Linked DNA regions of Ovis aries: region 2 is linked to region 1. A link is a contact called in public Hi-C data. All regions are on one chromosome and are shown on one strand. Each heading gives the region's core, a stretch centred on a gene start, on an enhancer-like site or on the middle of the called end of the contact. The rest is flanking DNA. Distances are from core to core; before and after follow the strand shown.

The links. A called contact is a pair of places that touch in the nucleus more often than the background predicts.
Region 2: a contact with region 1 is called in a Hi-C map of liver, with 3 times the contacts expected there. The contact joins the promoter of HIVEP2 here to the enhancer-like site in region 1. A contact is called at or near these places in 4 of 16 Hi-C or Micro-C datasets (blood, liver, skin fibroblasts and 1 more).

What each region holds. Positions count from the first base shown.
Region 1 is chr8:67,522,287-67,527,453 of ARS-UI_Ramb_v3.0, forward strand. The region is part of intron 2 of HIVEP2 (HIVEP zinc finger 2); the gene reads right to left. Among named protein-coding and RNA genes, the nearest start is that of HIVEP2, 83 kb to the right of the region's middle. Within about 2 kb of position 3,210, at least 17 of the 54 cell types and tissues checked have an H3K27ac peak or open chromatin away from gene starts, as enhancers often do. A contact at or near this core is called in liver, where this site is marked.
Region 2 is chr8:67,605,219-67,610,385 of ARS-UI_Ramb_v3.0, forward strand. HIVEP2 (HIVEP zinc finger 2) reads right to left here and starts at 2,945. Exons shown (of 11, transcript XM_060419743.1): 1 at 2,399-2,945.

The sequences.
Region 1 (5,167 bases), core at 1,960-4,459:
ATGGGAATATATATATTAGTCATTTTACTTACTAATTTCAAGTTTATCAACACAGTGACCCCAAAAAGGCCTGGCTTAAACAGTATTCACACTGCTAATCTCGCATCGCATGTGTCTGACCACTGAGCAGGTGTACTGTAGGTGTACTTCCTTTCCAACAAAAAAGACAGACTGACAAATTCTCCCACAGAACACTGATCCAAAATGGCCCTTCAGAGAAATGACACAGTCTTCACTCAAGGCCAGGAAGAGCCTGGGGTCACTTACCACCCGCAGCAGCAGCAGCCAGGCCAGTCCTGAACAGCAGCAGGTTAGTGCTCTGAGGGTCACGGGACGAGCAACCCCACTGGGTCTCCACCAACACCCTTCCCTTCCAATCAGCATGTGACCCACAGCTCCTCTGGGATTCAGCACCAAGGTTATCATAAACATAAACCCTTGTATACAGCAGAGAAGGGACCATGTCCTGGAAGGAAGGATGTCACCACCCAAGTCCAGGAGTTCTGCTGTGCCCCTGTCTGGCTTCTTGTCTGGGAGCCAGTCAAGGAGTATCTCCGAGGCACAGTTCCCATTTCTGTAAAACAAGGGTTGTCGTGAGGATGGAAAGAAAGAAAGGTGTATAAGAGAACTCTGCAAGGTGCCAAGCACCAGGAAGCACGTGGGCTTGTGTCCAGGAAGAGCTACCTCAGCCCCACACCTTCCTTCCTGTCCCTCCACATGTATACTCTGTTCTAACCACCCTTCCCTGGCCCTTTCTCTTCCTCTCAAGAGACAGAGCATCAGACTCAACCCCAAATTCCATCAAATAGAGCCTGAAAGAGTATAAGAGACAGTACATGTCATCACTTCAACACAGAATGTTTATTTCTTTAATCTGTGATTCAGTGCAAACTTTAACCCAGGCCTTTTTGGGGTCACTGTGTTGATAAACTAGCAGTTAGTAAGTAAAATTACTAACATATATAATCTAACCCAGTTGCATTATTCCAGTTAAGCTTCCCAACAGCCCTACCACGTAATGAAATTAGCCCTATTTTACAGTTTAGAAAACTCAGGCACAGAGATTTAAAAGCTTTCCCAGTTTTTACCCAGCTGGAAATGAAGGAACCAGGACAAGAAGCACGACAATTTAACTCCACAGTCCGCACTCTTGACCACTACCAAGAACAGTCTCTTATTTTAATTAGGTGATTTATAAAATCAATGAGAGTTTTTGTAAAGTAAACCTCACAGGGTGCAGATAGCCAAATAATGCACAATCGACATAAATAGACTGAATCTTTTCTCTTCATCAACCTCCCCATCACCTCTTTCCCTGACAATCTCACACGCAGTCAGGACACCAAGAGAACAAAGGTCCCACCAGTGAACCAAAGGTCCCAGCACACCAAATTTTCTTAAGTTCAAACAGAAAGTAGCTTCTCCACTGAGATAGACACAATCATCTCTGACACAGCAGAAGTAAATTGCTGGTGTGTTTGGGGGACAATGCTAAGCAGCGAATACAAGAAAACAATAACAACAACAATAATAATATAGGCTTATTCACAATACCTCCCAGCTTACAGAATGCTTCCATATATATTATCTCAACAGATCTAGCTCATCCAGACATGAGGGCAGAAGATTTGCAAGAATAGGAAAGAAAAAGGCAATTCAAAGGTCAACATAACTAACAAGAGAGAACTACTATCTTATTTTTCCAGGGCCCCTGGTTATTCCAAGGTCAAAAGTGCAATTCTGGAGCTTCTGAAAGGCTGGAAAAGAATACATATCTTTTGATTTGAAGATAATTTTGAAAATTCTTATTTTTCATTTAAGGAAGACAAAACAAGGGTTTTATAAAAGTAATTTCTATGCAACTTTATACTGCAAAATTAAATTCTAAAAATACAAAATTTACCTTATGGAACACAATATGTGATAGATTCACAAACTAAAATCACAGAAACATCTATTTATAAAAGTAAAACTGAATATGCTTACATTCACACGAAGGGTGTGGCCCCTCCATTTTGATCTATCTCCCCAATTACTGTGAGGGCTTCCCAGGTGGCACAGTGGTTAACAAATCCACCTGCCAAGGCAGGAGATGCAAGAAGTGTGGGTTTGATCCCTGGGATGGAGAAAGAAATGGCAACTCACTCCAGTATTCTTGCCTAGAGAATCCTAGGGACAGGGGAGCCTGGTGGGCTGCTGTCTATGGTGTCGCACAGAGTCGGACTCGACTGAAGCGACTTAGCAGCAGCAGCAAAGGAAGATACCCTGAAAAAGGAAATGGCAACCCGCTCCCATATTCTTGCCTGAGAAATCCCATGGACAGAGGAGCCTGGCAGGCTATAGTCCATGGGGTTGCAAAGAGTTGGACACAACTCAGCTCATACACACAGCCCCCTCCCCACTGCCAATTATCACATCCTCTTGAATGCGTACAAATGACTACCTTGCCAGAAATGACACATTTGCCTGTCTCCCCCAAGCCTCCAGTAGGACTTGGTACATAGTGGAAACTCAACTAAGGCACAAACTGGTTAACTGATAGAAATTAGGCATTAACTCACTACTATAAAATAAATAGTCTTTAAAAATATATGTATGGAGACAGTAACATGGAAACTTACATTGCCATATGTAAAAAAGATAGCCAATGAGAATTTGCTGTGTGACTCAGGGAACTCAAACAGAGGCTCTATAACAACCAAGAGAGGTGGGATGGGGAGGGAGACAGGATGGAGGTTCATGAGGGAGAGGACATTGGTATATCTATGGCTGATTCATGTTGTTGTTTGGCAGAAACCAACAAAATTCTGAAAAGCAATAATCCTTCAATTAAAAAAAATAAATAAAATTTTTAAAAAGAAAAATATCTTGTTGAAAGCACACAGAGAAGTAACCCTAAACTCAGCTGAAATGCAACTTTGAGCAAAAGCAAGAAAGTGCTGGTCATTTAGTCATGTCCAACTCTTTGCAACCCCATGGACTGTACCCCCTGCTCCAGGTTCCTTCATCCATAGAACTCTCCAGGCAAAGGGCAGATTTAATGCGGGCGCAACAAAAATGCTCTTTTTGGATTTGACAGCTCCTAGTCATTCAGCCCAGCGTTACACACAGGGAGCAGTCCTCTAAAACTACTGTGGTATCTTCTGAATCACTGCCATCACCCGAGAAAACCCCAGGAAGTGGTTTGATTGAGTAGCTGGACCAGTGTGAGGGATCAGCTGATGGGTCTCACACATACACACAAGCCAGTAACAATGGGGACATTGTGAAACCAGGAATAGCCTTCTCTTATCTTTAGTAGTTTGAGAAATAATTTCTAACCCAGTGAGTATATAACCTGGGAACAAGTCAGATGGTTAATTATTCACTGAGAGTTTAGTAATTAATCTGCTTTAGACCAAGCATGGTGGAACCTGAAAAACATAAAGATGTCCGAGATCTGGAACCACGAGTCTCTGAAATCATGTCCAAAAAGCAGCAAACTTCCCTCAACAGTTATGACCCAATCAAGAACAAAGCCCCAGTTACAGGCAGCTGCTGGTAAAAATTAATCAAAATGGACTATGATTTTATAAAGTCTTTCAAACTGTATTTTACAATACAAAACGATGCCTTCTTATTTTGTGCAAGCAAACGGGTAGTGAAAAATCACACTACTACTTGGCGAAACAACAGCTGCTGATGAATCGGGACGACAAGCCAGTGACCTCACCAGGGTCACCAAAGAACATCACAGGATATTAATTAAAGAGAATTTACATCTTTACCTGAAAACACAAGGGAAAAGTCCAAGTCATCCTACCAAAACATAACTAAAGAGATGTTAACGAATAAAGTGAAAGTTGCTCAGTTGTGTCCAACTTTTTGCGACCCAGAATACTGTTCTCCAGTATTCTCCTGGAGAACAACATTCTCCAGGCCGGAATACTGGAGTGGGTAGCCTTTCCCTTCTCCAGGGGATCTTCCCAACTCAGGGAACAACCCCCGGGAACAAACTCCTGCATCGCGGGCGGATTCTTTACCAGCTGAGCCACCAGGGAAGCCCAAGAATACTGGAGTGGGTAGCCTATCCATTCTCCAGCGGATCTTCCTGACCCAGGAACTGAACCGAGGTCACCTGCATTGCAAGCAGATTGTTTACCAACTGAGCTATCAGGGAAACCCTACCTAAACACACAGGTCTGAATTGAGTATTTCCTCTTTCCCTGAAATTGAAGTCAGCCCCTTTATGGTCAATTTTGAAGAGGTGCAGTAATATTTCATACAGTATTGTGTTTCTTTGTGCATGCTCAGTCGCTTAGTCGTGTCTGACTCTGTGTGACCTCATGGACTGTGGCCCATTAGGCTCCTCTGTCCATGTGATTTTCATACTGATGCATAAATTTCCCATGCTACATTTTCAGTGTACCATCATTACCCTGATGGTTCCTACCCTGTTTGATTGAGGTACCCTGAATCTACTGTTTCTCTATATTCTCAGTCTCCCCAGTCCCAGCTTCTGTAGGTATTAATTCCTGAGGGATCTAACTAGGTCACACCAGCAGCCACAGGACACAACATTGCCAACATTCACATCAGCAATGCTCCCCTAAAAGGAAGAATTTGCAATGCCAATCCTAAAGCATTACATAGCAAACCTTTTTCCAGACACCACACAGCTTGGACCCAGCATGAGGCTGCTGTGTAAGAACAACAGAATAAGATTCACCTGCCTTCAACACTCAGCAGTACATCCAACAAGTGTTCTCTCAGTTCTCCCATGCAAAGCTACAGCAACCTTTTGGAAAATCCTTTGCATTATTCACTAGGAAAAAAAAAAAAACAAAAAAACTAGCTATTTACCCCAAACAAGATATTTATAGAAGCAGACTTATTTTTTTTCTCATCTCTACTTTTCCAAAAGAAATGGATGCCTTGAAAACAAGCCGTTTATGCAAAGCAGTAAATTCTGAGATAGACTGAGAATTAATCCAATCACAGGCATTATCTAGAATAATGCTCTTCACCAATAGTTGATGTACACACTGATTACCATGGGCTACTAAGTGCTATCTATGTCATTAAAAATAAATTTAAAATACTGTCAGTGTTTTTGAGTGAATTGTTTGAAAACAGTTAATCCCTGAATGGAATAGATGATTACTCTTAAATTTGACCACACATTTTC
Region 2 (5,167 bases), core at 1,695-4,194, 83 kb after region 1:
TCCACCCACTTCAGGGAACAGACATAAAGGCGCAGACCCAGCTCCCCACAGTGCACAGCCCAAACACACATGTCCCTTTCCCGGTCCCCCGGCAGACGCACAGGCGAACACGCATGCAAGACGCCCCCAACGGTCTCCGCGCGCCCCCGGCCAGCCCGCCGCGCCGGGAGCCACTCTGCGGCCGGTGCACCCGCAAGGCGAGGGCGCCTCCGCCTGAACCTTCCATCGAGACAGTCCCCTCCTTCCTCGCTTCCTTCCTTCTCTCCTTCCTTCCTTCCCCGCTGGGGAGGAGAAAGGAGTCGCCGAAATGCCAACAGCCGGCTCCTCCGCTGCGCTCGCTCGGCCGCAGGCCGGCGGCCCGGCCCTCGCGCCGCCCGCCCCCGGCCCCGGCCCGCGCCGCGCGGCCCCCTCCCCCGTTACCTGACGACGGGCGGCCGGCGGCCGCGGCAGCCGCAGCGGTGGCCCGGCGGTGCGCGCCGGTGCACGTCCCTCATTAGTAACCAGGCACATTCCTGCCTCCAGCGCTCCCGCGCCGCCCCCTCCCCCCAGGACATTACGCAAAGCAGCCTCCCCTCATCTGCATAGATCCTCGGCCAGGGTATTCCCCGCATTTCCCAACGCGCCCGACCCCCCCTCCCGAGGTCTCCCCCATCCCCGCCCCCTCCGACCCTCACCCTCCGGACGCCGGTCCCGAGCCGGGGGCGCGCGCCGGGAGGGGCCAGAGGGGTCCGGCGGAGGCGATTACGGTGTAAAGTGAAACGAGCTCCCAATGCTAAAGGAGGCAGGAAAAAACACCGCGCCGAGGCCACTTACCGAGCCGAGGGACCTAGATTCCCGCCGCTCTGCTCGCCCGAACGGTCGGTCCGCCCTCCACGCACCCCGAGGCTGCACCCAGCACCCCCAAAAGTCGAGACGTGTAGGAATATGGTTAAGGAGCCAGGAGACCCTCCAAGTTGCTCCGGGCTCCCGGGAGCCTCAACGTCCAAGACACAACTTGGCCAAGACTTGTGCCACAGTCACCGGAGATGTTTCTGCGGAGACCCTCCTCCGGCGGGCAGAGACAGCGCTCGGCGGCGCCCCGCTCGCCTCCTCTCCACCCCCTCACCTCCAGCCCGCCTCCGGCCGGCCGCCCGCCCCCGGGCCGCTAGCCCCTCGGGCGGCTGTCAGCTCCCGGCAGCCGCCGGGTGACAGGGGCGGGAGGAGGGCGCGACGCGGCGGCCCGAGCCCGAGCGGGCGAGGGGGATCCTCGCAGCAGCAGCAGCGGCAGCCGCTCACCTGGAAAGTCACCGCTGAGAAGAAGGAGGAGGAGGAGGACGGAGAGAAGGAGGAGGAAGAGGAGGGAGAGGAGGAGGGGGAGGAAACCCCCCTGGTGCCCTTGTTCTCGCTGCCGCGGCGGCCGCTCCTCGCCAAGGCTGAGCGTGTCTGGTGGGGGGTGTCTGGTAGCATTTCCTTAAGGACAGAGGGAGGGCGGGTGCGGAGGGAGGGAAGCGATCCCGACCGCCGGCCCAGGCTCCTCTTTCCTTTTATTTATTTTTCTGACACTGTACGGAGATGGGCCCGGGGCAGGGGCCACGAGGCTCGGGAGGGAGCCGCGAGGCCCGGGCCGCAGCCGTCTGCGTGCGGGAGCCGCAGCGGCCGCCTCCCCTCCCGGTCTGTGGACGCACCGGGTTATTCCTGGCAGCGCCTCCCCGAACAGAAGTTACTAGGAGGAGTGCGCGGCGAGGGCGGGCGGGGGGGAGAGGCGGAGAGAGGGAGGGAGGAAGAGGGAGAGACTCAGCCAGCGACGTCATCGGATCCCCCAGCGCGTCCCAGGGAGGGAGGCTGAACCAGAAAAACCAGTCTGGAGCCGGCGAGCGGAGTGGGTTGAGCGGCTCGCGGGGCGACCGGGCAGGGAGGCGACCGCTAGGGCAGGGCCGGGCCCCCGCGCGGCCGCTCCGGGCGGGAAAACCGCGGCCGCGCTCTCGCTCGCTCGGATCAGGGATCTCCCCCGGAGGGCTGGTCTCTACTTGTCTTGCAGAAAAAAAACTTGGGCGTCTCTCGGAGCCTGAGAATTTCCTATAGGGATATGGAAACCTCCTCTCCCCACCCCCATCTTCCCCATTTCCCAGATGCTGGTTCCCGGTCTTGAACACGCACGGCATTACAGAATAATGAGTATTGTCTTGGACGATTCTGGCCGGTTCCATCCTCTGATCCCTTTCCCTCACCCCGCCTCTGCTACTCACATTTGTTATCGGTCAAGAAAAACAAAATCAGACTGTAGCTGGCTGGCTGCGTTTCTGGAGCTTTGCAAAGTGTTTTAGTAGCACTTTTGTTGCACCCCCACCCCCACCCCCGCGGAAGCACGAACTTTTCTGGCGCCCTAAATGCCCCAACTGCCTTCCCTGAGGTCACTCACCAGGGCGCCCAGGGCGCACCCAGTTCGGGGAACGCGGCCCGCCCCGCCGGGGTATTCAAATCGGCTGGGGCAGCGGCGCAGGGAGCAGCTGCCGGCTTCCTGGTGGGCCGAGCTGGGACCTGGGGCGAGCGGCCGCCCCCAGCCTGCGCGAGTCCCTTCCTCCGAAGGGACGCGAGTGAAATCACACGCAGCTCGGGGAGAGCGGGGCCATGGGGCGGGGGAATCCCAGGCGAGTAGGCGCCGGGACGCTGGGCTTCCTCCCCGGCCCGGCGACACCCCGGGGGACGCCGGGGCTCCCTCGAGCCGCTAGCCTGCCCGTGTGGACTCATGTACACCCTAGAGGGGGAGGTTCCCGGGAGGCCGCGGCGGCCGGAGAGCCGCAAGAGGCCGTCGGGCCGGGCGGATGCCCCGAGCGCCTCCTCCGGGTGGTCTCCGTACCGGGCGGGGACCGCGCGCCGCCCCTCCCGGGCGGCCGAGGGGAGCCGAGTGCCCGGGCGCCGCGGGCCCCAGCCGCCCTCCCCACCCCGCGGCCGCGCCGCCGCCCTGCCCCGGGCAGAGTAAACAAGAGACGCGCAAGATTTGACCTGGCGCGACCCGGATTTCTGGCCGGGGTTCCCCCTGAGCAGGTGACTCCGTGGGAGGGGTGGAAATTAGTCTCTGGAATTCCGAGCCAAATACATTCACTGTGGTTCTGCTTTTAAGGCAGGTATTTCACCGACAACTGCGGACTGTTTTGCGTCTCAAGTTTCAGATTTCGCGGAAAGGGACCAAATGTCAAGGCATATCAAATATTCCCTTCCCTTTTCATTAAAAGAGAGTGCATTAATAGGACAGCCCCTTTAATGACTGCAAGAATAGCACTGCCGGTTTCGTTTCTGTTTTGTTTTGTTTTTCATTTCGACGTATAATCAGTGTATTTCTGAGGTTCCGGTGCAAGGGCGACATAGCCCTGAGGGCCGCTTCTGCACCGTCAAGAGGTGATACATTTTTTATCGATATTTTTTTAAAGGAGAAAAATCTGAATGATTTTTAAAAGTTTCACTGTGTCCTTTGAGAGTGAGCTCATTTAAATTCAGGGCCTACTTCCACTGAAGCGGCTTCTCCTTTCATTGTATAAGTTTTTTTATCGTTCTGCCTCTCTTGACTTAACTTGAAGCACTTAATAAAAACTCCCGATCATCATTTTCTCTTAAATGTATGCTATTGCATTTTTAGACATCCGTTTATTAAGCAAAACGTGAGTTTTGAAAATATTTTTCGCTGTCAAACCCACCTGCTACATACTCCCAGAACCCATTTTATTTAATTGCTTAATAGAGAAGATTAAGCAGTTTCTTTAAGAATCCAAATTTCTTTCACACACAATAACAGCTGCCCAAGCTCCCAGAAGCTAAGCAAGGAAAGTAGCAAGCAGTGTCTTGCTTCACAAGAATAAATGTTAGTTGAAATCTTAAAAGTCTGTTTTAAAGGACTAGATTAAGTGGTATAATGGGAATATTAGGATACTTAGGTAATTAGTTTACTTTTTTTAAAGCAAATAGACATGAGTTTTGATGACCTAAGTGGACCCCTAAAGATAGTCTTTAGTCCAGCTTTTGTCCCAAGATCATCAGATACTAAAGATGATAGCCTGAACTGAGTTTAAGCACAAGTAAAAATACTTATGAATATGTGTACACTAGGTGACATCCCCTCTGGTAGGAAGAATCACTGTCTTTAAGTAAAAGCATCCCTGTCTCCAGCTGCTAATTCTAAGACATGTCTGTCTAGTTACTTCTATTTAAGGGCGATATGGTAACACAAAAATTCCTCTCCCCAGAGAACTTCAAAGTCAAAACCAAAACTGGCCTTGGTAAACTATGCACTCAGCCCTGAGGAGTGCTATAGTTAAGTGAGGTTGGCTAGGGCAGAGCTTGACCCTGCCTGGAAACCCACATGGAGCATTACAACAAGGTAGGAACTTTCTTTTCATTCCTTGTCTTTCTTCTTACTTCTCAGGTTCAAAGGAAAGGAAAATTTGGTAATCTGGATTATAAGATATTAAGAAAGTAAAATAATGCCGCATGGCAGTAAGTTTTTTTTTTCAGAGTCAGAAATCACTTCAAACTGAAAGCGCTTTTTTTTTTAACTTTCACTGCACTGGTTCTTAGTTGCAGCACGTGGGATCTAGTTCCCCAACCAGGGATCAAAACCTGGACCCCCAGCATTAGGAGCGAAGGGTCTTAACCACTGGACCACCAGGGAAGTCCCTGAAAGCACTTCATTCAAAAAATATTTATTGAGTGCCTACTACATGCTGAAGACACTTAGGATCAGTGAACTCACAAAAAAAATCTCTGCTCTCTTGGAACTTGTATTCTAGGAGGGGGAAAGGAGATGGAAGAGGAACAGGATATAAAACAGCCCTAACATATAAATGGTAGAGAACTTTGGAAGATTACAAGCAAAAACAAAAATAGGGTAAAGGATGGGGTGGGAGGTGTCATGTTTCAGTATTAAATAGGAAGATCAGAATGGGACTCACTGAGAAGTGACATTTCTGCTGAGGCTTGAAAAGGAAATGATTTAGCAGTGGATATATCTGGAGTAAAGAATGTTGCAGGTAGAGGGACCAGCTAAGATTAAGTTCTAAGACTGGAGCAGGCCTGGCATGTTTGTGGACTTAAGGGAAACAGTGTGACAGGAACAGAATGCAACTGCCTGTGAATGAAACAGCCTCCCAGGCCACTGTCAGGACTTTTCTCATTCAGAAAAAAAAAAGCTTGACAA